Regions from separate parts of the Gossypium hirsutum genome. Here regions 2 and 3 are each linked to region 1. Evidence: chromatin contacts called from public Hi-C data. All regions are on one chromosome and are shown on one strand. Each heading gives the region's core, a stretch centred on a gene start, on an enhancer-like site or on the middle of the called end of the contact. The rest is flanking DNA. Distances are from core to core; before and after follow the strand shown.

Region 1 (3,668 bases), core at 376-2,875:
GTATCGAGTAGGCTACTAATGGAATTTTTTTGATAAATTTTCAAGTTTTATGATATTTATATTTTTCAATTGGGTAAATACAAAAGGCATAGTTGAGGGTAAACAAGGCCTTAGACCCCTTTGTGATCGTAGCATTTTTTTAAAGGTCAAATATTCAATTTAGTCCTTTTTAATTTTTATTTAAATAGAACAATTACAATTTTGATCATTTTCAAAAGTTTAAATTTTAATTTAAATAATTTTATTACAAATATTTTTAGCCTTGCACCCACAATTTTTTTAGTTTTATCTCAATCCCTCCATCACATAACTCAAAAACAAATGCAGGATATTACCATGTGTCATTATAATATATTTATAAAAAAAGACATATTTAATATTTTAGCATCATAAACTTGCTTGCGAATTTTATTTTCATGGACAATGTATAGAATAATTGTCCATATTACCAAATAATGATATGTTATTTTAACTAAAAATTAGATGAAATATTTTGTGTAAATATATATTTTGATGTATTAATAATTCATATAATGTTTTATCATAACCTTTTTGAATTTGTCAAGGTTCAAAAAGAAACAAAAATGTGAAAATATTTGACAAAATTTGAGTTTGGGCCCAGTTCCTTAAATGCCATTAATTTCCCACTCATTCAAAGGTGGAGGAAAAGGGTGATGTCCATGGGCCACATGTATCTTCATATTGCACATGATTAATTGGTTGAAAAAGTAAATTTAAATAAAATAAAATAAAATAAAAGAGTATGAAAAATGGGCTTATAATCATTAATTTCTTAAATAGCCCAATCAAGATAACAATGATTTTTTGGCCCATTTCCACCAATTACTTCACTTAAATACCACTTCTTATCCCACTATTGGTAAGAAAATGATTTCCTTATCACTTCCAAATCATTTGCAATTTATAAATATAAATAAACTTCACTTCAACTACACTCTTTTTACATTTAGCTTTGGGGTCAATCAAGGTTAGTGAAACCCAATCTTTTGGGTCAAAATCCCACTATTTTCAAACTAATAATTAATCATGATTTTTTTTTACCTTAAATCATCTCTAGATTCTCCATAAAATATTCAATTATTTTATCCTTAGTTTAACATAACAACTCACCAATAGTTTTGTCATGATTATCATTACACTATTTTCTATATCTCCACCATTCCATCCTATTGGATTCTTTTTTTTTATTGCATTGATTTTTCAATGAAACAAAAAAGTACTTTGTACTTGTATGTGTATTAAATTCTCTCTAAATTTTGGCATACTTTAAGCAAAATATCATATTTTGAAAATACATATATCTTAATTTTTTAAAGATAAAATTTGGGGTTTAATCTAAATAATAGTAGTGAATTTTGATCTTGTGCATATATATTGTTGACTTAAAGTCGAAAATTAATTTACTGTAAGTTAATAATTTGATCTTAAAACAACCAAAAATTTTATTCATAAATTTGTATGATACTACTCAAAATAACTTGAATTCAAAACCATTTGTAATTAGAAAATTTGGGTTAATGAGTGGGGACAAAAGCTTGTGGTTGCCATTGAAAGGTAGGCAGGCCACTCTGGCATGCCAACCACATTGCATAGACAAATATAGCTATTGCAAAGGCAAAGGGAAACACAATCAATGATAATGGTATAGGCAAAAAAACATGGGTAAACCCTATAACATGAAAAATTAAAATGGGGATTAAGGAGAAGAAGTCACATGATTTTTTCTTTTAAGCCAATATTGTGTTGATGGGATTGGCTGTCTCATTGGGTTGTTTTTTTTCTTTTTCAAAAGTTGAAACATTAAATAAATCTTGTCTTTGTGAGAACATTTGGTGGCTAATTGTTTTAGTAATGTCATGTGTCAATCTTTGCTAATCAACCAATGAAAATTGTGTTTTTTTGGGGGGTTGATTTTGAAGCAGACGAAGGGAGCAGAAGGATGCAAAAAAAGTAGGAATCTTTCACATGTCAATCAGTGGTTAAATTATTGTGAGGGTTTTAGGGATTGGATAAGCTTAAAAACCCACATGGCAAACACACTCCATTAATAATGAAAGAAAATGAAAGGAAAAAAAGAAAAGAAACATGTTCAAAGTTAGTGATGATGGGTCCATTTTTGTATAATTATATGTTTAAAGACTTGTGCATAAGTAACATCTTAAAATGTCCTTATAGATCACATCTCTTTCATATCCAGATGGATTTTTATTAAATTTATTTATTATTTATGTGTTATTTTATTTGTGATTTGATTTTCAGATGGGTATGTATCGACGGTATGATGTGGTGCGTTTAACTTACTTTTAGTCTTACATTACAGTATCGCTATAATATTTAATTTCACCGTTACCGTTATTTTTACACTAACTACAAATAAATATACTGCTTATCTAAACCCACCCTTAGTTTTATTAGGAACACTTCTTTATTTATAATTAGGGGAAGAAGAAAGAGGTAGAGAAAAAAAAAACCATGCAAGCCAATATCATCAAAATTAGATTCATTCAATTATTTTTTTATATGTAGACAAAGAATTATTAATTTATGATTTAAAGAAATTGTTGATTTTTAGAACAAGGGTCTAAATAGTATTTGATTAGATCATTAATGTATAAATAAATTTAAAATTTTAAATTAAAAGAGTGTTCTATAGTGAGAAAAAAGAGGCATCTTCTAAATACTTTGAACGTATATTGCTACATTTCATAAAATCGAAAACTTGAGTTGTGAATATCTACGTTTGAAATTTACAACTCATAATTATATACGTGGGTTTTCGAGTCTTATTATGTGTTGTTCTCATTAGGGGTGTTCAAACTATCCGTTCGGTTAATACTCGAACCGAATTACCCGAATGTAAAAAAAATTTAACCGTTAATTGAACCGAAGTTTTTTCCAAATACATTAACCGAAGAAATATTTTGGTTAATTCGACCAGTTAACCGAATTAATTGAAATTTATATGTTATTTTGTCTTTTGATTAAAATAAGTATAAAACATATAAAATATGTTAAATGGAGGCGAAAATAACAAATAATACATTAGAAACACTACATAAATCTTGAAAGTTAACAACCAAACAAAAAGTTAACAATTATATATAATATATATTATTTATTTTGGTTAATTACCCAATTTCGAATCAAATTAACCAATAACCGAAATTTTAAAAAATCATTAACTAACTTTAGACCGAACAAAATTCGGCTACCGATCGATTAATCGAATTAGATCGATTTAGTCAGTTAATTTGATTTTAACTGAACTATGAACACCCCTAATTCCCATGTGTGAAATTTTCAGTTAGTCAAATTTAACCTGAACTGTTCCAATTCTTAATCCGTGCTATAATTGTTTGATTTTACAATTTGTTCCAATTCTTACTTTATCTGTCCTATAATTGTTTGATTCTACTCTTTATGGTTGTTCGAACATGTACTTTTATTTGTGCTTTGACTGAGTTTGTAAAATTAGAAAAAAAAACTTTGTATTAGTGAATTATAATTAATTTATAAATTTCCCAGGGTTAAAATATATATTATTTTAAAATTTTTAGAGAAAGCAAACTACAATTTTATATTTCTGGGGACAAAATTATTTTCTTTGATTAATATCTATATTTATATAAGATTCAACATGAAAATTT
Region 2 (3,668 bases), core at 438-2,937, 41 kb after region 1:
GTCACGCCCAAAATTGGTACCGAATTGATTAGTTAGTATCTTAATGTCGAAAGTTGAAAATCGGGAACGGATTTAAAATACGATCCTTTTTTATTAACGTCAATTTTAAAAAATGCTTGAATTAGCCCAAAACGTACTAAAGATTTTCTCGTCTCGAGATATCGGAGTATCACATCCCGTAAGTTAGGACACAATACCATGAACTCCCGAGCGCAAGTTTGTATTTAATTTTAATTGAAATTTCATGTATTTTAAAACTCAAATGGATATTTGGCTATTTAGAATCAACGAGAGAACCAATACCCTGTAAGTTAGGGTACAATTCCTCGATGTTCCAAAACGTGAAACATTGCCTTATTTTGAAATTTTCATTTTTGAATAATAGTGAATACGATATTTAAACGACATGCGTTATTTGTTTAGAGTAAAAATAGAACGATCCATATTGGATAAAAAGTTGTAGCTTAATTCACAATGCGATTTGAATGAGATAACTAAAAAACGATGTGGAACATGAGGTAATAACATACAAATGCTATGAATGACAATAATATGAAATTACAAGTAAATGGGTCATAGTATATACAAGGACAACAATCATGCAACATTTATCATTTAAATAAGAACACTAATAAATAAAGGCCGATAAATCAAATAATATATATATCAATTTAAAACCTATAGAGCAACTTAAAATAAATGAAATGCAAAAACAAATTTAAAATGATAATAAATGAATTTAAAATAAATAATGTGAAAAAGGAATTTAATACATAAAACAATTTAAAAATAGATTACGTTTTTTTAAAATAGGCAATATAAGCGAAAGTTTGAAATAGATGATATATGAGAAGAAAGTTTAAAACAAATAATATGTAAAATAATTTTAAGATAAATAATATAAATGAGTTTAAAGTAAATATTATGTAAAAAGAAATTTAAAATAAGTAATATACAAAACATTTTTTAAAAAAATAAATGGTATATAAAAAATAGATAATACATATAAAAATTTGAAATTGATAATATATGAAAAAAATTTAAAGTTAATAATAAAACGATTTAAAATGAATAATACATAAAAACAAATTTAAAATAAATAATATACAAAACAATTTAAAGTGTATAGTATATGAAATAATTTAAAATAATATATCTAAAACAATTTAAAACAGTTTAATATATGAAATTTAAGATAAATAAAGTAGTTTAAAACAAATAATGAAAAAAGAGTCCAAATTTATATGAAAAAAGGGGTAGATTACAAATAAAATGAAAATTTAGGGTCCAAATTCGAAAAAAATTAATGCAAGTATTTAAAAAGGACTAAAACAAAATCTAAATAAAATTAAAGGGAGAATTCGGACAAAAATAAAGCAACGGACCGATTTAAAACGCGTTGAAACCTTGAGGGACTGATTGGGAAAATAATCCCAATCCCTCATGAACGGCGTTTCAAGGGTCTGCCTCTTTAAATGGCCCGAGGACTAAGTGGAAACAGAGGCAAAATTCTAGGGTAAAAATCTAAATAAAAAGGTAACGCAGGACCGCATTGAAACGCGATAAGAAAGCGGAGGGATCCAATGCGCAAATAGACCATTAGGTCAAAATGCCCGGATCCTCCGTGGGTACGGGTCGGGTTGCGCGGTTCCCCCTAAACGACGTCGTTTTGAGGCGTGAAGGGGGAAGTGCAAAACGATGACGTTTTGCTGGGCTATTAAGGCCAATTTTTTTTTTAAATTGCTTATTTCTTTCTTTCCCTTTTTTTTTAAAAGCAGAGAGCAGCCCCCTCCCTCTTCTCTTTTCCTCTTTTCGGCTAGGGTTATGAAACCCATCCTCGTCGCCGTCGCCTCCCCTAAAACCACTGTGGCCGGTGGCTGAGGTCACGCGAAAAGGGACTTTTAACCCTTATTTTTTGGACTTTGAGGAGCCAAACTCGCTCAACCTATCAGCCGAAGGACGAGGGCCTCGACTCCCTTTAGAACCGGCCTCGACGACGGAGAGAAACCTCCGGGAACGAGACCATGTGCCGATTCACGTAAGTCCTTCCCTCCTCTTTTATTTCACAATAGATTGGTATTAAAAAACAAATAAAATGAAATAAGAAAATGAAAGGAAACAAAAAAAAAACAACCTTTCGAAACTTCTGTTCTGTTCTTTTATTTTCAGTGTGCGTAAAAAAAATACAAAGTGATATGCCTCGGTTTTTATAACTGAGTTACATAGATCCATTTTGTTTTTTGCTTATCCTCTGCTACTATTTTTTTGTTTTTTTCCTCTTTGTTTCTTGCATGTTGCGTGTTAGCTTCGTCTTGCAGGTGTCAGACGCGTGGAGGCTAGCGGTGGCGTGCGGGGAAGGCTCTGCGCGAAATGGCCAGTGGTTGGCCTAGTGTGCGGCGGTTGGAGGCTTAGGGGCTAGGGTTTGCTGCTAAAAAATTTTAAGCAAGTGGGCTATTAGGGTTTAGGTTATTGGGTTTGTTTTGGGTTTTAAACTTTGGGATTGGGTAATTTAAGCCTGATATGTGATGGGTGTTATTTGATTTATGAATTGGGTAATGGGTAGGTTTATTCTACTTGGACTTGTAAATAGTTGGACTATTTTATTTGTTTATGGGCCCTGACAAAATTTAGACTTGCAGTTACAATTTAGACTTATTTAATCATAAAAATTAAATTGATCTGTTTAATAATAGAGGAACTAATTTGATTGGGCGACTTCCCAGGCGCTTTAACCAAAGTAAGTAGTCATTAAAAGCACGTGGCAAAATGAAAACCGCTGATCGAAACGATCTCATCCATTACCGCCATATTCGAAACGCTACTGAAATCCAGGCCCTTCCAGCAGAGCCAGGGAGCCGAGCCGATCCCTCTAGAAAAACCCCTAAAAGTAATGGCATTATTACACTTACGCCACTTTACTCATCAATCTCTTCTTTCAACTTCCAAACTCCATCATCATTTCCGTTTCTCTCCTCTTAAATCCCCTCGCTTCTCCTGCTCAGCCTCTGCTTCAACCACAATGGCTAAACAAGTAAATACGACACATAAACAATGGAAAGATTTTTTTTTCTTTTGTTAATTTTGTACTTTTGTGATTTTGATGTTTCGATTATTTAGGTTTTGGTGCCGATCGCCAACGGGACGGAGCCGATGGAAGCGGTGATTACGATCGACGTGATTAGGAGATCGGGAGCTGACGTTACGGTGGCTTCCGTCGAGAAAGAGCTTCGCGTTGACGCTTGCCACGGTGTTAAAATTGTTGCTGATGCTCTCGTCGCTGATTGTAAGAACACCGTTTTCGATCTTATCGCGCTTCCTGTAAGTAATTATTCCGGTTTTTTTTTCTGTAAACTTCTTTTCTTCAGGCTTTTGGTGTTGAAGTAAAATGCAGAGTGCAAATATATGAGTGATTACAGCAGTATTTGGTTTAAAATTGAGACTCAATTGGTATTGCTTTCTAACTTCTGGAAGCCAAAATGAAAAGATCTTTTTATTTTATGGAAGTAAACTAGTAATTTTCGGAAGCAAAAGAAAAAAAGGCTTTTTTATTATTTTATTTATAGAAGAAAATAATTTGCATGTGAGTGATGTTTTTAGATCAAAATGGCAAACGCTTATTTTTGTCATTGGTATATATGTTTTGCTTTTAGGGAGGCATGCCTGGTGCT
Region 3 (3,668 bases), core at 694-3,193, 33 kb before region 1:
CTTTTCAGAGAAGGTATGGTTTTCTTTTGAACTATTGGTATTTTTTATCTCAACTTTTTGAATATTTATATAATTTTCAATTAAATTTTTAATATTTATGTGTAGGTATGTAGATTTTTTGTCCAGATCAACTGATAATAGCGGAAGGTTATTAAAATATGATCTACATACAAAAAATATGTCTGTTATATATACAGGTTTGATGTTTCCAAATGGAGTAGCTTTGATCAAAAATCATTCTTTTCTTTTGGTGGTTGAAACAACATGAAGAAGAATATTGAAGTTCAATCTTGGAACAAATAATTTTGAGCTCAAAGTGTTTGCTAAGCTACCTAGAGTTCCTGATAATATTAAGATGAATCATAAAGGAGAGTTCTGGGTAGCTTTAAACGCAGGAAGGCTTGAAAAGATCGATAATGATGTTCCGGATCCCGTAGGAATTAAGTACAATCAAGAAGGAAGAATTTTAAAACAACTGGACGGAAATGGTGAAGATGTATTTAGTTCTATTAGTGAGATTAATGAGGTTAACCGAACTTTATATATTGGTTCGGTTACAAAACCTTATGTTACTATTTTAAAATTGTAAGTTCTCGTTTTATTAGTGATATTAGTGAGGTTAATTGAATATTGATTCAATTGCAAAACTTTAGGTTGCTATTTTTATTCTTGAAGCAAGGTTACAAAATCTTAGGTTGATATTTTAAAACTTTTATGAGAATGTTCAATTTCTTTTTAAATTTCATTTTTTTTTGCATTGGCTCGATGATAATTAAAATCTTATGTTGTTATGTGATAATTAATTTCTATATGGTTCTGGTGATAACTAAAACTTTAATGTTACATGTTGAAACCATTTTTTTGAAAAAGGGTCGACTTTAATATTTAAAAACGAAAATAGGAGTCGTCACTAATTTTTTTTAGGTGTGATCGGATCACCTAGTAATTTGGTCGTTTTAATAAAATATTTCAATTTACTAAAACAACGATTTTCGTCTACGAAATTTGAGAAAATAGGTTCGGGAGTCGATTGCATGTGAGGAAGGGTTAGCACCCTCGTCACGTCCAAAATTGGTACCTAATTGATTAATCAATGTCTTAAGGTCGGAAGTTGAAATTTTAAAATTAATGATTTTAAAATACGATCCCCTTTTTATTAATATTAATTTTAAAAACGCTTAAATTAAAATGAAACGAGCATCAAAGGCCTACTTGTCCCACGATGACAATATGCCACATCCCGTAAGTTAGGATGCGACATTTGAGCCCTCGAGAATAAGTTTGCCTTTAATTTTTATTTAAAACTCAAATATTTAAATTTAAAAGGGTATTCAATCATTTAGGTTCAACAAGAAAATCGAAATCCCGTAAGTTAGGGTACGACTTCTCGAATCTCTAAATACAAAACATTGCTTTATTTTGAAAATTTCTTTTTATGAATTTAAGTAAAAAAATGATATATTTAAAAATGATATATGTGTAGTTTATTTGATCATGTTTAAAAAAAATAGTTTAAAACTTCAAAAGGGTCATATGTGGCTATTAATGATAGTGCAATATACATTTGAAATAACAATGACATAATATGCATAATAAAATATAACATATATAGCATTGATATTAACAAATCCTAATGTTAACATGCATAAACTATAATAAGAAATTGCTAATGATAATATAATAACAATAATAATAACAACAATAATAATAATAATGAATTTAAATTTTGAAAGTACATGAAGAGTGACAAATAAATGAATAATGGAATAAAATAACAATGAAGATAAGGGCAAACATAAAATAAACAAGCCAGATTAAAAAAGGTGGATGAATAAATAAATAAGAGCTAATATAAACTTGATTTGAAAAAGAAATTAAATAAATAAATAAACTAAAAAATAGGATATAATTTTTTTTTAAATAGATAAATTAATTAATATATTAAGTAGACTAAGGATGACATTGAAATCAAACTGAAATTTGGGGTACAAATCGTAAATAAAAAAAGGCAAACAATGATCAAAATAAGACGCGCTGACACTTGCGAGGCGAGGACCAAATGAAAAAATAGCCCAATCTTCGGACACGCGTCCTTACTCTAAGTGCTCAGCATGCCACAGATTAAATTGAACCACACGAGAAATATGTTGCCAAATTTATAAAATAAAAAGGTAAGTAAAAGGGCTAGATTCCAGTGCACCGTAAAAGTGGATGGATCACACTTGAAATAAACCCAAAAGAGTGAAACACGTGGATCCCCCATTTGGAGTGGGTGGGGTTCGGGTTGGCCCTCCCAAAAACCACGCCGTTTTAGCATTTTGGGAGGCCAATTGAAACGGTGCCATTTCAAGGTTCTTATTTAAGCCCCAAAATTTTTTTAAACCTTCACTTTAGCCCTCCCTTCAAAAAGAATTGAAAAAAACTTTTTAACCCTCTCTCTCACCCCTCCTTTTCGACTGAACTCCGGTCAATGGGCCACCGCCCATCCATCACCACATACGGTGGCCAGAGTTCCAAAGAGGGCCTTTTTCGGTCAATTCGGTCTCCCCAAACCTCATTCCAAGGCCAAAAACCCAAAAAATGCCGTCTAAAATTCAAAAAGAATGAAGGAAACCCCTCGGCTTCCTTTTTCGATCGTGAGAAAGGTAAAAGCTTTTGTGTTTTTTTTATAGATACCTATATATCTATGATTTTTTTAAATAAATATGCAATAAAAGATAAGGAAACCACATAATGAAAACTATCGTATTTTCGATCTTTTCTTTCTCGTATATCTCTTTTTTTTTTATTTCTGAAAATAACAAATAGAGAAACGAAGCAAATCACCTTATTTGCCTTTTTTGAATTACTCTGATGTGTTTGTGAAAAAAAAAACAATAAATGAAGTTGATGTGGCTTTTATAGCCGAATACAAGGCCGTTTGCTTCCTTTTTTTTGTCGTTTTGCTATTGATGCTTGCGTGCTCCTCTCTGCTATTTCATTTAATTCTCTTGCAGGTGTTAGAAGCGTGGTGATGGCGTGCAGCGGTGATGGCACGCGTGAGGAGACGCGGCGACTGAAGCTCTTAGGGGGCTAGGTTTTTTTCTTCTACTTGTTTTTTTATTTTCTGATTTGTTGTGGGCTAAGGTTTCTAGGTTTGGGCTTAGTTTTAGTTTGTTGGGTTAAATGAATTTGGGCTGTTGAGCTTATTGTTTGGGTTTTGAATTGGATTGTAATTTTTCTGGACCCTTTTTTATTTTATTTTATAATTTACCCAAGTTAAAATTGGCCTATTACATCACCTTTGGTAAAAGTATTATTTTTTAAGCATGTTTTAATTTATGAGTTACTAATAAATCACTTCAATTAGTAGTATTTAACTACTCTCAACTTATATTCATCAATTTTGAAAATTTATTTTTTACGAGAGCTATCACTTATCTTTTTTATTTCAAATTTAAATTTGTATTACTATTTTTTATTTTATGTACTATCGTAATATATATGAAATGAATATGTTTTTCTCTAGTATGTATTGAATTTATATATTTTGATTGAGTCTTAACTTATTTAATATTAATATTGTTGTTAATAAAAAAATATAAATTTGAATGGACTGAAAAAAAAAAAATTTTTTACGGGTTAGGGAAAATTTAAAATTTTCGCCACATAATGATTTCCAAACAAGG

Evidence for each region. Hi-C and Micro-C count contacts between places; a contact is called where the count stands out from the background.
Region 2: a contact with region 1 is called in a Hi-C map of leaf, with 1.5 times the contacts expected there. The contact joins the promoter of LOC107917733 here to the enhancer-like site in region 1.
Region 3: a contact with region 1 is called in a Hi-C map of leaf, with 2.8 times the contacts expected there. The contact joins the promoter of LOC107918116 here to the enhancer-like site in region 1. A contact is called at or near these places in 11 of 34 Hi-C or Micro-C datasets (callus, leaf and seedling).

The regions. Positions count from the first base shown.
Region 1 is chrA01:6,662,921-6,666,588 of Gossypium_hirsutum_v2.1, forward strand. No RefSeq gene overlaps it. Among protein-coding and RNA genes, the nearest start is that of LOC107917788, 20 kb to the left of the region's middle. Within about 2 kb of position 1,626, at least 4 of the 9 cell types and tissues checked have an H3K27ac peak or open chromatin away from gene starts, as enhancers often do. A contact at or near this core is called in leaf, where this site is marked.
Region 2 is chrA01:6,704,215-6,707,882 of Gossypium_hirsutum_v2.1, forward strand. It overlaps LOC107917733 (protein DJ-1 homolog B), which reads left to right and starts at 1,688. Exons shown (of 9, transcript XR_005899902.1): 1 at 1,688-3,031; 2 at 3,118-3,318; 3 at 3,651-3,668.
Region 3 is chrA01:6,629,149-6,632,816 of Gossypium_hirsutum_v2.1, forward strand. LOC107918116 (ubiquitin-conjugating enzyme E2 36) reads left to right here and starts at 1,944. Exons shown (of 9, transcript XM_016847635.2): 1 at 1,944-2,645; 2 at 2,997-3,076.